Linked DNA regions of Mus musculus: regions 1 and 3 are each linked to region 2. The links are chromatin contacts, called in public ChIA-PET and promoter capture Hi-C maps. All regions are on one chromosome and are shown on one strand. The core of a region is the stretch at or near the end of the contact, and the rest is flanking DNA. Distances in the headings are between cores, read along the strand shown.

Evidence for each region. Promoter capture Hi-C pulls out the DNA fragments that hold promoters and counts their contacts. ChIA-PET counts read pairs in DNA pulled down with a chosen protein or histone mark.
Region 1: a contact with region 2 is called in a promoter capture Hi-C map of hematopoietic stem and progenitor cells, with 2.3 times the contacts expected there. The contact joins the enhancer-like site here to the promoter of Aprt in region 2. A contact is called at or near these places in 1 of 39 promoter capture datasets (hematopoietic stem and progenitor cells), 2 of 115 datasets of contacts at active chromatin or transcription factors (effector CD8 T cells and microglia) and 2 of 9 other capture datasets (liver and pancreatic islet).
Region 3: an RNA polymerase II ChIA-PET map of effector CD8 T cells shows a contact between it and region 2, with 14 read pairs. The contact joins the enhancer-like site here to the promoter of Aprt in region 2. A contact is called at or near these places in 1 of 39 promoter capture datasets (liver), 4 of 115 datasets of contacts at active chromatin or transcription factors (effector CD8 T cells, epiblast stem cells, microglia and 1 more) and 2 of 9 other capture datasets (adipose tissue and liver).

What each region holds. Positions count from the first base shown.
Region 1 is chr8:122,927,735-122,930,434 of GRCm38.p6, reverse strand. All of the region lies in intron 2 of Ankrd11 (ankyrin repeat domain 11), which reads left to right. Among named protein-coding and RNA genes, the nearest start is that of Gm39272, 4.7 kb to the left of the region's middle. Within about 2 kb of position 1,319, at least 69 of the 459 cell types and tissues checked have an H3K27ac peak or open chromatin away from gene starts, as enhancers often do. A contact at or near this core is called in hematopoietic stem and progenitor cells and microglia, where this site is marked.
Region 2 is chr8:122,575,480-122,578,179 of GRCm38.p6, reverse strand. It overlaps Aprt (adenine phosphoribosyl transferase), which reads left to right and starts at 1,273. Exons shown (of 5, transcript NM_009698.2): 1 at 1,273-1,427; 2 at 1,559-1,665; 3 at 2,645-2,700. The coding sequence starts at 1,348.
Region 3 is chr8:122,910,966-122,913,665 of GRCm38.p6, reverse strand. All of the region lies in intron 3 of Ankrd11 (ankyrin repeat domain 11), which reads left to right. Gm39273 (a long non-coding RNA gene) reads right to left here. Exons shown (of 4, transcript XR_003947488.1): 3 at 1-2,700. Among named protein-coding and RNA genes, the nearest start is that of Gm39272, 21 kb to the left of the region's middle. Within about 2 kb of position 1,310, at least 24 of the 459 cell types and tissues checked have an H3K27ac peak or open chromatin away from gene starts, as enhancers often do. A contact at or near this core is called in effector CD8 T cells, where this site is marked.

The sequences.
Region 1 (2,700 bases), core at 70-2,569, 350 kb before region 2:
AACAATAGTAGATGAGTGTGTGTGCTGAGCCTCAGCCATATGTTAGCTCTTACGGGTCGTACATTAGAGGGGTTTGAGTGCTCAATAGTTAAGAGCACTTGCTGTACAATCATGAGGATTTGGTTGGCTCTAAAAACCATGCAGCAAGCTGAGACTTGTTGTGACTGCAGCAGTGTAGGGGCAGAGGAGGGTGCCTGGGACTTGCCCAGCCCCAGCTTCAATGAGAGACCCTGTTTAGCAGAATATGATAAAGTGGAGCATCCATTCTATATCTTTTTTCTGGTGGTAGTGGGGAGCATGCCCCTTCTATAAATTGTGATCCCTTAGAGAACTCTGAGTGTCTCAGCAAGTGTTCAGTATAGGCTGTATACCCTGAAGTAAATCCTGAAGAAGTAATGCCCACAAAGCTGTGATGTCCACGAAGGAGTGGCCTGGCTAGTGAGAGCAAGAGCAAGCCGGCACAGAAAGCAAGCCTCTGCCTCTGTGTTGTCTTTTATACCGGCTGCCAGCAGAAGGTGTGGCCCAGATTAAAGGTGCATCTTCCCACCTCAAAGATCTGGATTAGAAGTAGGTCTTCCCACATCAAATGATTGAATTAGAGGGGAAAATCCTTCACATTCAGTTTTAGTTCATTCCAGATGTAGTCAGGCTGACAACCAAGAATAGCTGTCACAGTTCTTTTGTGGAAATCACAAGATATAATTCCTTCAGGTACCCTCTAGATTTCTGAAATAGTTGTAAAAATCCATGCTTTCATACTTACAAATATCATGTGGTTTTGGCACCTCAGACTTTAGATCTTTGGGATTTGTTTGCCTCAGAGTTGTTTTGGTTCTTAGTATGGCATTGGACTGTGGCGTGTGAAGGAGCTTCCAGTAGGCAGAAATGGACTGTGTGGCTATTGTGCATGCTGAGGCCTCCAGTCCTGGTTTTGGCTGCTGGATGTGGGTATGCCAGTTTTCCTCTGGGAGTCTCATTTCTCTCTATGAAGTAGTTCTATCCACATCATCTGGGGAAAAAAATGTAAGCATAAAACATTGTATAAGTAAGATATGGTTAATGCATTTGAAACCACAGAACTTATTTTCTATAATCAAATCAGATTATATGAACTGATATGTTTAGTGAAAATACAGATATTCAAATAAGCCTGTCTTTGTAAAAGTCACATTCTTGGGTCTGTATTCATTCCTAGCCTAGTGTTGTTAACTTCTGTCCAAAACCAAACTGCTAAAGTGTGAGAACACTCCTTGAAGATGCAGAACTCTCGACCAGCCCTGTCTGCCTGACTTCACTACAGCAATCTGGTATATGTGGCAGCCCACAGAACCCACCGTCTTCTTTAGAATCTAATGTGTTGTAGTGAGTCCTTGTGTGCTGTTGCTGAGCCGTTGCCGTGGGTGAGTCAGTTTTTGACCATGTTAGAAGTGACTGGGGAGACTGGATCAGCATAGAAACAAGGCTTCTGTATGGAATAGGAAGTAAAAGTCACCTCAGGACAGACATTTTAAACTTCCCCTTCTGTCTTAGAGCCTGAATGAAGTTGAGGCCAGCAATCCAGCAGCATCGGTAACTCGCACACTAGGGTCAGCTCCTGTCTTATTCCTGCCTGAGAGACTGCGGGAAGGCTCACTGATGAGCACCACACAAGGTAGGGGTGTGGTTCTGATCCTAGAGAGAACTAAACATTTCTGGCAGCAAACCAGCCATTGTTTTTGAAAACATGGGCAGAGGTTCACACAGGCAAGTTAACAGAATGACATTCTTCATGTGATGATGGATATATGCCTTCCAGTATTTTCTGTTCTGATAATTGACTTGAGAAAGCTTCTTTCTTCATAATTGCCAAAATTGGAAGCAGCCAAGATTCAGCAGGTGAATGGATAAACAGTGATGTGGCCAGACAATAGGATATTATTTCATTGCTAAAAACAACCCAGCTTTAATCACAGAGGAACCACACCTGTGCATTACAAAGCTAAAGAAACCCATCGTGGGGGCTCTGATGCCATGACTCTGCAGTTAAGTGCACTTGTGATGGAAGCTGATGACCCACATTGGATCTCCAGTACCCACAGCAGAAGGAAGGACTGCTGACCCTACGTGTGTGGAGTGGCACGTGTGTACACCTCCAACAGAAACACAAGACATTTACAAAGAAAAAAATTTCCTTCTTTCTTCCTTTCTCTCTCTCTCTCTCTCTCTCTCTCTCTCTCTCTCTCACCTGCCTGCCTGCCTGCCTGCCTGCCTTCCTTCCTTCCTTCCTTCCTTAAATAAATAAATAAATAAATAAATAAATAAGCTGTCTTGAAAAGGCAACATGATATAGGGTTCTAGTTCTGTAAATCCTGAGAAAAGCAAAACAGGTCCACGGCTGCCAGGCCAGGAGGACGCAGAGCAGATGGCCAGACCACAGAGGATGTTTAGAGCAGTGAAACTGGGCTATATGGTGTGTTATAATAGTGGATATAAATGACTGCATTTGAGAATTACAGGACGTTTAGCACTCAGTGTGAACCTGTTGTAAATAATGAACACTGGGCATTAGTAGTGATTGCTGGACCATGTAGAGGCTGTGTACCTTTGAGGTAAAGGTATGTGACAACTCTCTTTTATATTCAATATTCCTGGAAACTTAAGGCTGCTCTAACTAATGGATGGTTAATATGCTAAAAATAATACTGAACTAAAGCCCAGCAA
Region 2 (2,700 bases), core at 24-2,523:
GTAGTCCTGGCTGTCCTGGAACTTACTTTGTAGACCAGGCTGGCCTTGAACTCAGAGATCCACCTGCCTCTGCCTCCCAAGTGCTGGGATTAAAGGCGTGCGCCACCACCGCCCGGCATATCCTGGTCTTTAAAATCGAGATTATGATGGGAGACTGTGTGTTAGATCTCCACGTACCTGTTGCATGAGCTTTCCCTGGGGATTCAGAAACAGATGCCCCAGATACGATTCCAGTGAGAGCCTAAAGTAACCATCGTGTCCAATGAGTTCACTGCCTACAAGAACATGAATGACCCCCAGAGCAGCTGCATCAACCAAACGGAAAAGTCTCGGCCCAGCATAGATGACAAGTTCCTAATAGATTCATAACGGAGCTTCCCTTTAGTTAACCTTCCTCCATGTGAGTGTGTGTGTGTGTGTGTGTGTGTGTGTGTGTGTATTCTAGTGCCTCCAGAGACCACATCAAATGGAAGAATGCAGCTCACGGGCTCACAGGAAGGTCCAAGAAGGAATGTTTAGAATCCATTGGACCCTCCCCACACCCTCTCCTTTGATGGAGCATGGGCCAATTTGGAGGATATCTTTTGAGTAATTGCAACTGCACTGAAGATGATAATGGCCATTATACTCAGAGGACAGTCTTCCACACCACTACCTATAGACCCAGGTACTGTGCTGGGAAGGTAGAACCCCAGTTCTGTCTCTGGCTATCAGGACCTTCTGGTCCCCACCCCAAAACGAGGAGGGCACATTCTGTTGCAATGCACAGGAGTGTCTGTGGTCTCAGAGAAGGCATTCCTTACCCGCCCTGCTACCCTGCTTTCCCCTGCGCTCTAGCCCACACACAGTGCACTCCCACCTCTGGACCTAAGACTATCCATCAGCTCCCTTCCGGGCTAATTCCAGGAAAGCAGGGGCTGAATCTCAGGCCCCTTGTACTATGCGCGAGGGAAGGAACGCAAGGCCAAACCACTCCAGCGGACCTGGGCAAGACCCGTCCCTGCTCCCCCAGGTCCAGAAGACTAGCCCCTGGAAAAGCAGGACTGAAAAAGCGTGTGTGGGGCAAAACCAAAAAAGGATGGACATCGCACATCCCCTTTCCACCCATATATCTTTGAGGTAGGGATGCTTGTGTTTAGGCAGCTCAAGAAATCTAACCCCTGACTCAGGCCCCACACACACCTCGCAGAGGCCCCGCCTCTCAGCCTGTCCCGCCCCTCGTGCTAGACCAACCCGCACCCAGAAGCCCCGCCCATCGAGGACGCTCCGCCCTTGTTCCCCCCGGGATTGACGTGAGTTTAGCGTGCTGATACCTACCTCCTCCCTGCCTCCTACACGCACGCGGCCATGTCGGAACCTGAGTTGAAACTGGTGGCGCGGCGCATCCGCAGCTTCCCCGACTTCCCAATCCCGGGCGTGCTGTTCAGGTGCGGTCACGAGCCGGCGAGGCGTTGGCGCTGTACGCTCATCCCCCGGCGCAGGCGCGTAGGCAGCCTCGGGGATCTTGCGGGGCCTCTGCCCGGCCACACGCGGGTCACTCTCCTGTCCTTGTTCCCAGGGATATCTCGCCCCTCTTGAAAGACCCGGACTCCTTCCGAGCTTCCATCCGCCTCTTGGCCAGTCACCTGAAGTCCACGCACAGCGGCAAGATCGACTACATCGCAGGCGAGTGGCCTTGCTAGGCCGTGCTCGTCCCCCACGGTCCTAGCCCCTATCCCCTTTCCCCCTCGTGTCACCCACAGTCTGCCCCACACCCATCCATTCTTTCTTCAACCTCTGACACTTCCTCCTTGGTTCCTCACTGCCTTGGACGCTTGTTCACCCTGGATGAACTATGTAGGAGTCTCCCTTCCCTGCTAGGTACCCTAAGGCATCTGCCCTCGGTGCTTGTTCCTAGAGACGAACTCTGCTCTGTCCTTGTGTCCAGAACCAGGCCTCCCTCTTTTAGGGCACAAAGCTGGCCAGCATCCTGACAGCAGGCTGGGAGACCCTGGAACCTCCAGATGACGGACATCCTTGCTTAGGGGTAGCCTCTGGGATGAACTAGATACTAAAAATTAGGTAACCTTGGTTGGGCGTGGCGTGCCTGGGCAGACCTCAAGCCTGGTAGCTTCAGGGGCTGTTTCTCCCCAGGACTACACCGGGGCATCTTTCTCTTGTTCCCTCACACAAGCTTGTGTTAAACAACTGCTGTCTACCTGGCTCCATGCCTGAGCTTCAGAAACACCCTAGGACAGCTGAATGTCCACCAGGAGTGTCCAGAGGGAGGGTGGGCACCCCAGAGAACAGAGTGGCCCTGGTAAGTGCTCAGGGACCACAGACTTTTGCCCACTTCACTTCCTATTGGTACCCCTGGCCATGCTCCAGAAATTAGGGCATGTATGTATCCTTCCCACGACAGCTAGATGCTGCATTTGAAAGGTGGCAAGAGCCACCATAGGTGGCCCTGAGCTGTTCAGAAGGCAGGTAGGATCCCCAAGGCTGAGATGATGAGTTGATGGCTACCCAGTAGCCATCAACGTTCTTCTAGCCGTAGTCAGCAAGACCTAGTGTTCCTAGCAAGTGTTGACCTCGCCCATACTTGGCCTCTAGATTCCCATGCCCCTCAGCTCCATCCCACAACCTTCCCTCCTTACCCTAACAGGTCTAGACTCCAGGGGCTTCCTGTTTGGCCCTTCCCTAGCTCAGGAGCTGGGCGTG
Region 3 (2,700 bases), core at 61-2,560, 340 kb before region 2:
CGTGAAATTGCTGTGTGACGCTGCAGTGCTTGGCCGTGGTGGATCTTTCCTATCTTACCTGGTCACTCTGTAGAAAGCAGTCCAAGATGGAGTACGTAGGTGTCTATTCTTCAGGGACTACAGAGGATCCCAGGTGGCAATGTTGAGTAAAAGTTCATGAAGGAGGGCCTGCTAGTGACAGAACACTGACTGGCTCTGGCTATACAATGTGAACTTACTTCCTCACGTAAGGCACATGTTATCAAAAGCAACATAATTTTAAATTTTTTCTCCCAAATGAATCATACACTATGTGACATACTCTTCTGTCACATATCTTGCTACAGACCCATTAGTGACACAAGCTGACATGTAGAGAAGAAAGTGCCAAAAATGTCTGGAACATCTATATACTGCATACTGAGATAGCCTTAGTAGAGACCAGCAAATCTCCTACTCTTATGGTCATGCTCTGTCCACAGAGCTAGATGGCCGCTGTGTTATCCAAGGCCCCTCAGCAGGAAGTGAGATCTTTCGTCCAGTTCAGGCTCATTCTCATTCTCCTGTGACAGATGGCAATCTGTCTCAGCAGAAGCCTCTTCTGCACTTCTCAGAGGGTTTCTAGACCGCGGGCATCCCTCATGCAGACTGGTGAGCAGGAGGTGGCTCTAAGGGTGGGCACCTGCCTCTGTCTAATTAGGTCCCTCAAGGAAGGATAGCACATCCCCTAATTTGCAAACTATGTGTACCCTGTGTGCCATAATACCTATTGGCTCTTTACAGTACCAGAGCATCCAATGTTTCTCCAGGACAAACACAAATTCACCCCTTAACTGAATCTGATGGCTGCTCCCTGGGGTTGAAGCCTACCTTAAGAGGCGGCTGCGCGAGTGCCACCAACAGGGCAATAGCTTACAGTCAGGCTGTTGGGTCCTGTGATTTTTTTTTTTTTCCGGGAGTGTTCTTGAGGTCTGTGTATGAAATGTAGACTACCCCTGACAGACAGGAGGTACAGGAGGCTGTGGCCAAGAGCAGGATGCTAGAAAGATTGATATGGAGCCTGATTCACTCTCCCCCATCCTTAGCTGGGTGTCGCCTTAACTCAGGACACCACACAGGAGTTAGTGATGGCAGTGGCAGAGAGGCTGATGTCTACTTTGTGAGTATTGTCCTCTGGGCTTTCTGTTCTTTCCTTCCCTTTGCTATAGCAGGAGAGAAGAGTCTAGCATGGCTGTGCAGGGTTTCTCTCACAGAACTGTTGCTGGGGCTGCCAAGGGTAGCAAACCACTGAAACCTCGATGGCTTCTCCAGTGTGCAGCTCCTACCCCCATTCACAAAAGTCAGCGCCTGAAGCACCCCCTCTGACACTTGCTGCTCATCAGCATTCTTAGCTTCACAGCTCCTTGGGTGTTACCATTTCCTGTTCAGTCCCCATTTCTCCAACAGTAACACACGTCATGACTATAAAACAGAGCATTCTTGAGCATAGAGGATCCTCAAACACAAGTTCCCCAGTTGGCCTTCATTCCCTATATTCAACTTCCTGATTTTAATAATGTAATATTTGATTTAATGTTTAATAATGTAATATTACATTGATTTTAATAATAAGTATATAAAATATTCCTACTACCTAGAAAATGGCTACGTAAGACCTTCCTGGTGGGCTGAATCCCACAGTGCCACTGTGGCTCCCGTTGAGGTTGCTCTAGTTTCCTTCTAACTATTGTGGAACTTTTTTTACATTAGTTTATTATTATTAATTTGCGCGCACAAGTGTGTGTGGAAGCCAGAAAAACTGTTAACATGTCTGTCTCTTGCGTTCCAATTTATTTTGACCAATTGATTGATTGAAGACAGGACTCACACGTGTTCTTTCTCAAGCATGTGGAAGTCTTTGATTGGGGGAGGTTCCCATGGACATGCTTCCTCAGCTATGTCAGAGGGCAGTTTGTGGGCAGAAGATCTCTCCTACCACATGGGTCCCGGGACCATTGGGTTTGTCAGCAGACACTTGTGTGCAGTGAGACATCTCATCTGAAGCTTCATTTTTCGAAACATGGTCTCTTACTGAACCTGGAACTCACCAATTTGTCTGGCCAGCAAGCTTCTTATATGTAGGGATTATAAATTAATACTGCTACTCCTGGCTTTTTATATAGGTGCTGGAGATCTGAACACATGATTCTGCAACAAACGAAACCATTTCCCCCAGCCATAGTCACATGCAAGGTCACAGAACTTTTGCTTATATTTTTCCCCTAAGTTTATGACATCAGTTGACATAGCAAAGACTTTTGACCAAATTTAACATTTATTACAATTTATTCAACAAAAATTCCTGTGTGCCATCATTTAATAATGAGGGCTGAATTCTATATAAGGTTGGATACAAAGCAGCAGAAGGACACCAAAGTCCCCACCTCTGGCAGTTTTATGCAGGCGTTGGCTAGCACAGTAGCAAAATAAAAGCCACAAGAGATTGGAAAGGGCAGAATAAACTTTACTCCAGGATATCAACAGTTGCACAAAAGCTACAAGAATTAATGGTTCGGGCAAGGTGTCAAATGTAAATAAAATTTACTTCTAAATGTAATTAATGAAAAATCAGGGATTTTTCAGATTGAAATTTAAAATATATAGCTGGGTGTGATGATTACAAACATCTGTAATCCCACCTCTGGTAGGATTCAGGATCAGGCAGTGCTACAGTAAGACCAT